2 separate regions of the Gossypium hirsutum genome follow, and region 2 is linked to region 1. The links are chromatin contacts, called in public Hi-C maps. All regions are on one chromosome and are shown on one strand. The core of a region is the stretch at or near the end of the contact, and the rest is flanking DNA. Distances in the headings are between cores, read along the strand shown.

The links. A called contact is a pair of places that touch in the nucleus more often than the background predicts.
Region 2: a Hi-C map of leaf shows a contact between it and region 1, with 2.0 times the contacts expected there. The contact joins the promoter of LOC107901672 here to the promoter of LOC107901676 in region 1. A contact is called at or near these places in 3 of 34 Hi-C or Micro-C datasets (all in leaf).

The regions. Positions count from the first base shown.
Region 1 is chrD06:44,190,956-44,197,664 of Gossypium_hirsutum_v2.1, forward strand. It overlaps LOC107901676 (polyphenol oxidase, chloroplastic-like), which reads right to left and starts at 2,871. Exons shown (of 1, transcript NM_001326909.2): 1 at 711-2,871. The coding sequence starts at 2,743. The coding sequence ends at 947.
Region 2 is chrD06:44,420,431-44,427,139 of Gossypium_hirsutum_v2.1, forward strand. It overlaps LOC107901672 (dof zinc finger protein DOF1.4), which reads right to left and starts at 2,923. Exons shown (of 1, transcript XM_016827762.2): 1 at 1,078-2,923. The coding sequence starts at 2,161. The coding sequence ends at 1,328.

The DNA of each region.
Region 1 (6,709 bases), core at 1,621-4,120:
ATTTATATTTCATATATTAAAATATTAACAACAAGTTATAATAAATTATTTTTTATATTATTGCTAAAATATCATAATATTAACTAACTTGAACGTTATTTAAATATATATTTGTTACTTTATAATACCATATCCAAAATGGATATTTTATTTCTTAAAAAAAACTTTTTGACAGTAATACTAAACACTTAAAATTTAAATCAAACTTTTTAAAACTTCTCAAAAGTACTTTCCAAAAACAATATTAAACTAACCCAAATCACATCCACAGTAGGGATGAACTAAAAAAAATTATATTTATAAAAAAATTTATTCTAACAGTTGAATTATAAGTAAAATGATACTATCAACCTCCATTTCATCCTTAGATATTAATTTTTTAAGTAATAATTTTTAATTGTTTTATTTAATAATTTCATATAAAAATAATAAAAGACAAAAACGTCATATTTTTCCTTACAGAATTAGATGAGCAGTTTCAAGTTTCTTTTTCATGATTAAACACAAACAATTAACATTTCTCATCCATTATCTGATTCCAAACATAAAATCCAAACTGGTTTTCTTGGGATGAATTGTGCCAGGTTCTAATTTCTCTAGGCCCAGTTATCTCAAAATCTTTCTCACTATGGTGAAATGTAAAATCTCCACTTATTTGCCGATATTTATTTTATAATGGAATTAAAATTAAAGTTTTTTTAATTTTTTTTGGAAAATTAAATCAACGTTTATTTATTGGTTTTAATAATTAAAGACGGTATCCATCATCCCAAAAATCAAATCCAAGAAAGAGGTTTCCATGCAAAGAACATGTACACCATACAAAGGATTCTATAGCAGTGGCCTTATTTATAACTAAAAAGACTGATGCAAAAAACAGGGGAAACAAATTCACGAAGCAAAATGTTTCAGTAAGCGACCGAAGAGTCGGCAAATTAACTGATCATCAATCTCGGATGTAGTCGATCTTAATGTTACCAATAGAAACCAGACCCTTTCCTTCTTTAGGCACCAAAGTCACCAAAATACTCTCATCACCTTCAACATTCAAATCCTCCAACAAATCTGTTAATGGCAATGTTAAGTTGGTGTTAAGCTTCATCCCAGTCTTGTGATGGTTATGCGGTAGATTCGTAAAGCTCCCAGCGAACTCTGAATCTTCAGGTTCAGTCGGTGTCTCGTCGTCTTCATCATTAATGTACACATCGAACTTCACTGCTGCATCTCGGTCTAGTTGAATGTTTTGTAGAACCAAAACTTCTTCTTCATCTTCCTTTTCGAGCTTAGTCCTCGATTTCTTTGGCCTTGGAACCTCAACGCGCACTAGTTTGTCTAAGGCTATAGGGAAGGCATTACTGATAGGGGTGATGTTCTTTGTTTCGGCCGCCACTGCTTGACCACCACTTTTACCCCGACCTGACTTTCGAGGATTTGGCTTGTTTTTGAGCCATGGAATATTAGCTTTTTGGTAATCATATCCGAAAGTCTTCATGTTAAGGCTATCACGAACCTTGACTCGAACCAGATTTGCGTTCTCATCGTAGAAAAGAAACGAGGAATCGAGCCAATCTGTGTCAGTGAAATCAGTTCGCTTCTTCCCTGGTAATGTTCTCCAAATGCTCCACAATCGGTCGACATTGGAGTGATGAGCGAAGAACAATGGGTCTCTACCAGCAGAGTAGAAGTTCCCCATGTCTTCAGAAAATGGCTGTCGCTTATCACCAACCCACCGGTGAACGGCGGTGTGAGGATTGTTCTCAATTGAACCCATTCCTGGACTGGGATCATCGCCGGCACGGTACGCCGCTCCAAAGAAAAGAGAAGCGGTCTTGTAGGTTACCATTTGCCTGTACATGACACTGAGGTTACTTTTTATTTGATCTCTCTTCGATAATTCTTCCTCAGTGCCAGCATAATCAAGATCGAGCATATTGGGTGGTTGGTGGTTCACGTTGCGCTTTTCATCATAGAGTGGAGAGTTAGGGTCTACATATATTTTAGGGATAGCCATTCCTGGGGGAGAATCCCAGTTCCAAAATGGCATCGCGAAATTTGGATCACCAATCAGCTTCCCCAAAATCCTCTCGTAGAAATAGAGATATAGCCTATGGAATGGGAAAAAAAGCCATGAGAAGTGAACTTGAAGTTGTTGATCCGGAAACCCCACTTGATCGTAAGCCCCATTGCAATAGGCACAATGAACATTGGCCTGTTGCTTGAAACTACGAGGATCATCATCAGGAAGAGCTTTCATCAGCTCTATGGCCTTTGTAAATTTCTCCAAGTAGTTAGCATCAACTAAATGTGCTGCCGGCCTTAACCGTATCGTGGAAAACCGAGGTGGTTTGAAATCTAGAATATTTGTTGTTTTTGGTGGGCAGCAAGGGACACTTATGCTGGTTCCTGAACTTGAAGATGTTACCGTTGAATTCTCACAAAGCGAGAGGTCAGGGGCGGCTATTGGGGCTGCCAATGCAAATGGGTCACTCACAAGGTTGGTTGCACCATACAGACTTCCTAGGCCAAGAAGAATATCCCTTCTATCGAAGCTATTGAGAGATGAAGAGCCTTCATTGTTTTGGTTCCCATTGCTGGCTTTGCATGACACTAGGTTTTTGGAGAAAGGCTTTTTCATCTTGAATATGAAAAGTTGTGATGTTTTGGGAAGGCATGAAGTTGGAATGGAGGAACTGGGAAGAATGACGGGGTTTGATGGTGGTGAATTGACGACAGGGAAAGCCATTGCCGTGAATTAAGCTTTTTATGTGGAAATTGGTAACCCAAAATCGAAGTGCCTTTAGCAAGATAAAAATACTGTGGTTGCAAACAATAGGGATAAAGTAGAATGGGACCTGTCGGAACTAGTTATGTTCAAAGTGAAATTCGATGGCTAATATATAGAGCATGCTGCCTCGATTATTAGAAAAATCAACATAGCAGACCAGTCAATTTTTTTTAGTCAAAACCCAATAAAATTTTCACAAATGTGGATTTAAAATCTTACACAGTAGGGCAGCGAAATTTTCTTCCTCACTAATCAATTTATCTTAATTAATTCTATTTTAGAGCGCATAAATTTAAAATCATATATATCTGAATATTTTTAAAATATATATATACTTTACCATAATAAATTTAAATAATTAATTAACTAATTTAAGTCTCAAAATTATTATTTTAAAAAATCTTTATATTCTTTAGAATTTTATTAATTTTTTTATATATTTTGAAATGATATACAAAAATATGCATTTTCATAGGCGTAAATTCTGATCAGTAATTATTTTTGCTCCAATTGGGGCATTATTGAGTGCATTTGAAAGGGATGCTTTGTAGGTTGATTTGACATTTTGCTTTTAATATCTTTTTTCTGAGCGGGAAAAAGAACAACATACTGTTTTTGGTATTTAGTTGAATTTAATTAATGCATTATGTGCAAGTGGGTCGATATAGATAACATGGGCTTCATTCACCAGCAAAGAAGATATTGCGGGACAGGAAAATCAAGGATAAAAATACGACAAAACCTATTATATTATATTTTAGTTTGCATTTCATTTTTCTTTTATTAAGAAAAAAAAGGAGAGTAAAATAATCTCTATATTTTAGATGAATGAACAAAACTAGTTCATTAAAATTGCATTATTAAATGTTTATTTTTGTATTTATATGTAAGATATAGTAATAAATTTAGCCCTCAAACTTTATATATTTATTTAATTTGACCCATATTCTTTTATTCGAGGGAAATTAAAAAATTGTGAAATTAATGAGGACAAATATAACAAATCTAAAAAAATCAATTAAGCTCTTTCAAAATTTAAAAATCATTTTAAAAAGTCATAAAAAATCTAAACAAAAGTTATAAAAAATTTCAAAATTATTTTTGATGAAAATTCTTAAAGAGAATTTTGATTTCTTTTATTGGTTTAGTTCTGTAAATTAAAATAGATTAATGCACTAGAAAAGCCCTCAAATTACCACATATTTAAGCAAACCCTCATACTTAATTAGTAGTCACATAAGTCTCTAGTTTAAGAATTTTATCCATTTAAACCCTTAATTTTAAGGATAAACTATACAATTCATCACCCAACTAGTACTGTATTTCTGTTTTGACAACTCTCTATTAAATAGTTAACAGAAGTGAAGACATGATCTTTTTAACTGGTATAATACACCATTAAGTCCTCAATTTTTACACATTTTATAAATTTGATTTTAATTTTAAATAATTCAATAAATTTAACCCTCCATATTTACAAATACTATCAATTTGATTCTCAAACACATATAATTAAATGTAAAAATAATTAAATGATTATTATATATTTTCAAAAAGTACAAAATATAATATTAATTATATATTTTTGGAGGATAAATATAATATCATTTTGAACCAATTAGATTAGATTATACCACACGTATTAAATAATTAATTATATTACGCAATGTGTATTGAAATGATTTATTTTGAATTTTATTTTTATTCAAAATGAGTTAATTAATTAACACATATTCTCTCTCCGGATTCATTTATTCTTCTCCAGTTCTGACCAAAAACCAAATTAATTTTAGATTTCAATTACCCAAAACCAATATTCAAAGATGTTTAGTGAAGTAGGGAAAATAAGAATAAAAAGTTCAAATTTAGTGACAAAAACATATTCACACCGTTGAAGACTTTCTTATTTAGTGAGCTATTCTTGGAAATTCTTACAAAGTTGGCTTTTACAAACTTCATATCTCAACAATCTTTTTTTTTTTTTGATAAATAGGGTTCAGTTTATTGAAAAAAAAAACATTTCAGATCTTCACTAATATATGACAAACCCATGGCAAAAATTTGCAAAATATTGATTAAGGAAGTTGGTGGAACTTTGTATGTGAATAGGCAAGTTCTGCCCTTTAATAAGTTTCAATAGATGATCAACACCACCATTAGATTAATGGAACACATGTTGGGTTTTTGTTCAATTCATAAAGTTTCTGGAAAGAGATAAGAGATTAGGGGAGTAAAGAAGAAGGAAAAAGAGAAGAACGCTTGCATGAGTTGAATGAGCTTTGAAGAAAAAACATAGAAAATGAAGAGGTATTGGTGTTGTGTGTAAAAAAAAAAAGACTTGAATAGGTTTAAAAAAAATAAAAACAATAATAACAAAAATTTAGTCCTTTTGCTATAAATGCTAATTGTAACTGTAACACTCACACTCGAACCGATCATCGGATCTGAGATATGAGATGTTACATTTGTTGCCAAAATAACTATGATTTTATTTCAATATCCAGAAGAAAAATCATGCAAAAAATTAAGTTTAAAAAGCTTTTAAAAATAATGTTAATTTAAAATCGGGTAATAAGTAAGCTTATGAAAGCTATCATAAATCGCCAGTAACAAATGAGGGGCCAAAACGCAAAAATGGCTAAAACACAATTTCTATCGTAACATTGAAGGATGCATGTCGCGACACTTAGGACAATAACATGATGTTGCAACTTCAACAGGTGAATGTCATGACCACGAGGATAGACAACTCAAATTTTGCATAAATTTTTACAAGGTTACCAAGCACTTATTTCATTTGGTCTAAAGTAACTCAAAAACAAATTTCATCGCATTTAATGCATTAAGCACAAACAAACAAACAAAAAAAAACCATCTTGGGCATATCTAAACGCCTATAAATGCATGATCTCATGTACATATTAACATGATGTTGCAACTTCAACAGGTGAATGCCACAACCACAAGGATAGACAACTCAAATTTTGCATAATTTTTTACAAGGTTACCAAACACTTATTTCATTTGGTCTAAAGTAACTCAAAAACACATTTCATCGCATTATATGCATTAAGCACACAAAAAAAACCATATTGGGCATATCTAAACACCTATAAATGCATGATCTCATGTACATATTCTATCTAGATTCAAGCAGCGCACTCATTCACTTGGCATGTAAGCGACACTCCAATCTTAATTCACAACATAACATAACTAGCAGAAGCAAGTAAATCGTTATCTCACTAGATTAGTACACATATATACTACCAAACTTATATGATCATAATCTAGTATAAACATTTCCTACCAAAAGTACCAAAATGACAATTTGAACCTTAGGACCAACTCAAACATTAGGTATGTGCCACTTTCTATAAACAGAAAAAAATCTATACAAACTTTGTCGAGTTGAAAGTTGAGTCCTGGATGCAGTTGTACTCCTCGAGTCCTCTATACCTAACAATACATGCACACAGAAATAAACAAAACCGTACTTTGAGCAATAGGGCTCTATGATGCTAACATGATTTAAAGAATTAATCATTGATACGATGATAGCGGAAACAAGATTGTAAGTTTGTCCAATTAACAGATTTGACTTAGGGCTCTAGAAGTGCGGAAAGAAACTTGAATTTTGACACAACCTGAAACACAAATGAATCCATGTCAAATAAAAATAATTAAGAAAGTAATTAAAATAAATAACTAAGATAAATAAAATAGAACAGTTAATCAAATATTAGAACAATAAAAAAGAAAATAAAAAAGCTAGATGGAAAAGATGGAATGTGGCGTGTAAAAGTTCCAAGGAGCCTTGGAAACAAGAAGAATCCACAACCCTCTTCAAACAACTCTCATTTTCCCTCAAAGAAAGAAAACTAAAAAGTTTGAAGATGATCCTCACAATCTGAAAAGATTGTT
Region 2 (6,709 bases), core at 1,673-4,172, 230 kb after region 1:
AAATGGTCTTAAATTATAATTACTAATATTCAAAATATTCAAAAATATATGCATTAATGCATATCCACAAGAATCTTCCATCACATCCAGTTCGCCCATTATAGCTGGAACAAGCCCATGTCTGAACCCACCCTTATATTATTATATATACACCAACACATATTTGTATATGATATCCATCACATCTAGCTATTGTTGCATTATTATATTCTTATTTGTGCCGTATAAGAGGTGGAGTACTAAATGTACACCTTCCCCCTAAACCTGAATCTGCATAATGACAGCTTCAAACAGTCTTTAATTCTATATTCCCTTTTTGACAGGGCTGATTAGTATATATTGAAAAAAAAAAGTAAACTCAGCCAGGCCCAACATCACGGTCTACTAATTTTATTTTTCTTTCTTTTTTATTTGTTTCACTTCTTTGTTTCCTTTTGCTATTTTTGCAGTGGTTTTTTTGTTTTTAAGGGATAAATAGTATAACTAAATTTTCATTTTAATTTTAATATGTACTTTTATATTTAAAATTTTAATTATATTCAATTCTTATAAATTATTAATATAATTATTGATATAGTATATGTTTATGTTTATATACTCTATATATAAATAATTATATTTATCATTTAAAAAATAAGTTGATCTATTTATTTTTTTAAATGTGTAATTAAATCAAATTAAAATTTTATATAAACATTTCAAAATCTAATCAAAATTGTATTTTAATCAAAATTCATATAATTTCGACTTAATTATAGAATGTTAAACATTAGGTGATAGACTATAGTATTTAAAATAAAGAAAAATTATTTGTTTGCCCGTAAGTGGAATTAAAAAATTCGACAAGTAGAAGTAAGACATTGCATGTGTCTTTAGATAATATTAAAAAATAAAAATTAGTTAAAGTAGATATATTCATTCATTTAACCTTAAACAACCAACAAAACAATAACACTAAAATTTAAATAAAAAAAAACATAGCATTTTATGAAGTTAACAATTAATATGTAACCATAGATTTTAGTTTTTCTTTTTCCATTTTTGGTTCTTCATGTTTCTTTAATAAGCTATGTCTGACCTAAGTTTTTTTTTTCTTGTTACTAATATTCAGATTAAAAATGATAACAAAATATTGAAAAATAGAAGGGAAAAAAATCTATCTCAACATTGCCGGGGCAAATTCTAGTTAATTAATCAATCTCAGAAAGGGGGAAAATACCTCTCCCCCCCCCCCCCAAAAAAAAAAAGAATTCTTAGAGTAACAAATATTTTAAAGAGAGAAAAAATTTGAACCGGCCAACATGTATAATTAATATATATGCATGGTTTAAAGATCTTTCCATGGTTTGATCTCAGAGTCATCCCATGGAATGTTGAGATCAGTAGAGACAAGTGCATCAATATCATCCCAATTCCAGTAGTTTGCCATTTCAATGCCATTGCTGGTAATAGGTTCTTGCCAGGTCAGTGAACCAGTTGGATCCTCCCTCGTTTCTCCACTATAGTTGTAGAGACTCGAAGACTGAAACGAGGCTGATATTGATGATGGGAATGTTTCCAAAGAATATGAGCTTGAACTTGAAAATGGAAACGGCAAAGGAAATGGAGTCTGTAAGCCTTGAGACATGGTAGAATCTAAGCAGACTCCATTGTTTCTGCTGAAAATTTCTCTCTCCGAGTTTCTGCAATTTACAGAATTTTGCTGCAACGGTGAATGAAATTTGATGTTCGGTATGTACTTTTGATCGGCAGGCGGAAGCTGATGCGGTTGAATAGCGGAAGAGGTGGAGCTTTTGATGGTAGTTGTGGTTGTTTTACTGGCAGAAGCGGCGGCGGATGTCTGATGCCGCTTGTTTTTACGGCCTCCACCAACGGGAACATTGCGAAGATTACCACCTTTAGTCCAATGTCTTTTACAGGTCTTGCAAAAATACCTAGGTTGTGACTTGTTATAGTTGTTGTAATAACAGAACTTTGTGTTGGAAGAATCACACCTTGGACACTTCAATGGCGGTTCCAATTGCTGCAGCTGGTTTTCTTGATGATGTCGCCTTTTCATTGATAAAGCTTTTGGACGCTCCATAATTGGAGCCTGCAACAAAGACTGGCCCTGGATCCACTCAACCTCATCACTGGAAACCTGTTTACAACTCAATCCCATCCTTCTCTCTCTCTCTCTCTCTCTCTCTCTCTCTCTCTCTCTCTCTCTCTCTCTCTCTATGTATGTGTGTGTGTGTGTGCGTCAATTTTAGAAGCTCTTTCAAAACCATAAAAATTTCAAGCTTTTGAATGGAAGTGAAAGAAGGGATCAGATAATCGAAATAAGGTGATGAGAAATGAGCAGTCTTTGAGCGCCCTCTGTATCGTTCATATTATGCAAAGGGAATAATAATAATATTTAATATTGTAGTATGAGTAAGTAAGGTAAAAAAGAGAATCAAAACTAATGAAATTTGTTTGTTGTGTGGTGTAATGTGATGGTGCAAAAGAACTTTATAGAGCAAAAGGAAATGAAGAAAGAGAGTTGCTTAGGGGTGAAGGTGATGGTGGGGGTTGTGACACGTGGGATTGGGTGGACCGTTCATAGTGGAGTGATTGAATGATCTGTAAAGAGAAGGGGAAAGAGTTTCATGTTGTACTATATTAAAGTATTAACCAACTGTAATTTAAGGTGAGCTTGGATAGACGATACGTTTATTTGTAGTTAGTATAAAAACAACAGTGGAGGTGAGATTAGATATTGTAGCGATACTGTATCGTGAGACAAAAAATAAACTAAACGCACTGCACCGCACCCAATCGTCTATCCAAACCCACCCTTAGTAAACCACTTGCATGGACGCGTTGGCTCCGCCATATCTATGAAAATGATATATCGCCCTCGAGGTTGATTCTAGAAATTTGCTAAATTAGATGAATATGATTTGAATTATATTTTGTTTTTTATTTAAAAATGAATAAATTAATTTTTATACGAGAAAATTAGTCATTTTAAATTTTTTTATCTATTCTTATTATTAAAAATTGGTCATTTTATGTTAGTATGAGATACAAGTGACACATCACGGTGAAACTATTTAATTATTTCGTCATCCATGTCAATTGTTAACAATTGAAAGGAATAAAATTTTTAACAAAACTTGTCAATTTCTTTTTTAATCTAATATAAATAGATTAATTTACTTATTTTTTTAAGTAAAATAAATAAAATATAATCTATCTCTTATATAATGGTTTCATGATATTTTTATGGCTAAAATGGTAAAATTATTGCTATCAAAGATTCAAGAGTAGCCCATGCCATGATAAAATTGAAATTATGAAAATTTGAGAGTTAAAAGTAAGAATCATCTTGTCTTGTATAGTTTATAATCAATATGGCTATAATGATACCCCTTCTAATAAAAAGAGTAGCCAATACCATCCATGCATAGAAGTTTGAAGCTATTGCTATATTTATAGTATAAATAAATATATATGGCTTGTAGCTAGTTAATTAGGGCCCATTTGGTGTCAAATTAGCAGTCACCACCGTCCATGAAATTAACTTGTCTCTTTTCTCTAAAATGGCAGAAGAAGCAAAGAAATAAAAAATCAATAATTCACTTCATTTCTGTTCCGCATATGAACCCCGAGCGAATCAGATTTAGGGTGTAATTAGTTTTTTTTATCGTTATAATATTGGTAGAGGTAAGATGATTACAAGGTTTGAATTCATGTTATTTGAGTGTTGGATTAAAGTTTTAATTAATACTCCAACCAGATATTGGCTCATATTACTATTTTTGAAAGATGATATTTCTGTTAAAATATGCTTTAGGTTGTTATTCTCTTCACAATAATTTAATTTTTTATTTTAATTTTTTAAATTTTAGTCCTTTAAATTTAAAAATTTAAGTTCAATTATTAACATAATTAAAATATATTTTTTAAATTCATTGGTATGACATTTTAAAATTAAAAAAAAAATTTACTTGATAACTATACAACCAACGAATGACGACATAATGCACATGGATTTAACAAAAGAATTTAAAAATTGTTAATAATTGAACTTACATTTTTAAATCTAAAAAGTAGAGGAGTTAAATTTCTAAAAAAAAAAATAAAGGACTAAATTCTAAATGTATAAAGAGTACATAGACTTGTAAAATATTTTAACAATAATATTTAATATCTATTTTTTTTAAAAAATCAAATATTAATACTTGTAATTTATATTTCAGGGTTAAACTACTTTTCAATAGCCCCTCTAAAATTAGGTCATTCATTTTTTGGTCACTTCAAATTTTTTTATTAATTTGGTCACATCAGTCCACCTTTAGATCCATTTATTTTTATTTCATTTTTATTTATTTTTTTCCCTTTCCTTATTCTTTTTCCCTTTCTTTCTTTTTATTGGAATACTCTCAATTCTTGAAATTTTCTCTTGCAAAAATATGGTGAAATCAGATAACTCCAAAATTATTTTTCCTAAATATTTATAAATGATTTGAAATTTCAAAATCTAGGGATTAAAACTACCTTGAAATTAACTCAGAATTTGAAGAACTTGAACCATTAAAACACACAAAATAAATAAATAAATAAAAGTTCCCCAAAAATCTTCTGGAAAACCCTCCTCTTTACCACTCTAATGAAACCCTTTATGGCAACCATCCATTATTTAAATTATCATCCACATCTATGTAAACTTTTGGGAAATCTCTATCATCTCTGCCTCCTCTAATACCTCTTGGAAGCCTGTCTACTGTGAACCTTCCGTCGGATGACCTCCAAACAGTCAACCCAACTAGAATCTCATACAAATTTGAATACATACAACCGATTCAGCTTTTTCATCACCATCAACAGCTGCAGATAATTCGTTGCAGCAAACGAGGCATGAGTTCTATAATTGAAGCCATGGGAGTATGAAGTTAGGAATGGTACATATGATCACAAGGAATGTTATGAACTTTGATCTCCAACTCAAATTGCTCCTTGTAAACCACGAAACACAATTTGTTTTCGACATGAGTTTCGTTTATTTCCATTGTTGACATTGCTTCCACAATGCCGGCGATTGACCGTTTTACTGGGCGTTCTGGATTTCCATTTGTGATAACTGCCATTGCTTTTGTATGTCAGATGCAAGAATAGATAAGTTTAAGAAAGAAAATGAGGAAAATGAGAGGAAAGAGAATGGAAAAAAAGAAAAAGAAATAAAGGAAAAAAAATAAGGATAAGAGAAAATATTAAAAAAATAAAAAAAATAAATGGATTTAATGGTGGAATAGTGAATTTAAGGGTGAAGTGGTCAATTTAATTAACATTGATTATCAAATTAACAAAAAATTTGAAGTGACAAAAATAAGAACAACTTAATTTTAAAGTAACTAACAAGATAATTTATCCTTTTTTTTGTCTAGAACAAACCACTTTTTCTCTATCAAATAAAAAAAAACCTTTTTGGTTTTCTTAAATATCTACTAGAGCGAGCTCAATGATTAATCCTCCGCGTTCTATAGACACATTAAAGGGGTAGATGCTGGTCATGAGTTTTAAAGTTGCTCCATACCCAGGCGAGGATTGAATCATCAACCACTAATGGTTAAGGTTAAAAAGGCCTTTACCGTTTCATCTAACCGTGGTTAAAAATACAAACTTTATTTGCTAATTTTAGGAAACATTAGATTTGATTTTCTATTTGCTATAAGCAACATTTTTTTAGTGAAAAATTAATACAACTAAAAGTCAAATATTAAAGTGAATCCATCTAAATGGGATTTTCCATCAGCCGTAGGCCAGTTCTTCTATCTCGTACCATCTTGACGATCCTTTCTGCGAGTTTATTATCTTTTCGAGAAACATGCTGAGTACTCCAGTGACTTAAAAGCTTCAATAATAAAAGAATTCTTCTTACCAAAGCGAAATTGGAACCCTTAAGTATTCCATCCTGGATGATGTTAACTACTTCGATGCTATCAGTCTGAATTAAGACTCTTTCAAACCCCCGATCTAGCATGAGTTTCAACCCATCGAAAATACCCCAAATTTCATAATCCAATACTGTACAATTACCCAAATACCTGTTGAAGCCAATAATCCACCCCACATTTCGATCATGCAAAAGCCCTCCAACTGCAGTGAACGCATCTTCAAATCTAACCAAACCATCTGTATTCCAGCATACCTAATTGTTTGACAAGGAAGGAGCAACAATTGTTCTTGAATGATTGAGAATGCACGAATTCGATACAGAAGCATACTACTTTGCCCAACTTAAAGAAACCTTGATAACTGCATCAGAATTCTAAGACAAACATTGGAAAATGAAAAGGTTCTGATTCTTCTATCCATTTATGTAGGGATCTGGAATAAAAAGTAGGATGTTTACCTGTTGGAATTATCTGATTCCAAATATCATCAACACAACCATAATTTTAAACAAATTTGCTTTTTGGTATATTTTGAACTCATGAATCAATGGAATCAGTTTTGGTGTTTAGATTACGTCATCGATTATGCTAATATTGATTAAAATGGATTAAGTTATTGAAGAAGCTTTTCTGATTAACTTTTTTATTTCTTAGATATATCCATATCTGGTTTCTAACATATTTCTTTTCCAACAATTAGGCTCTTACTGTTTAAATCGTGTCAAAACAAATTTCCTTCGCCCTTTAAGCACTAGCCACTATCACCTTGGGGGTAGCAAAGCCACATA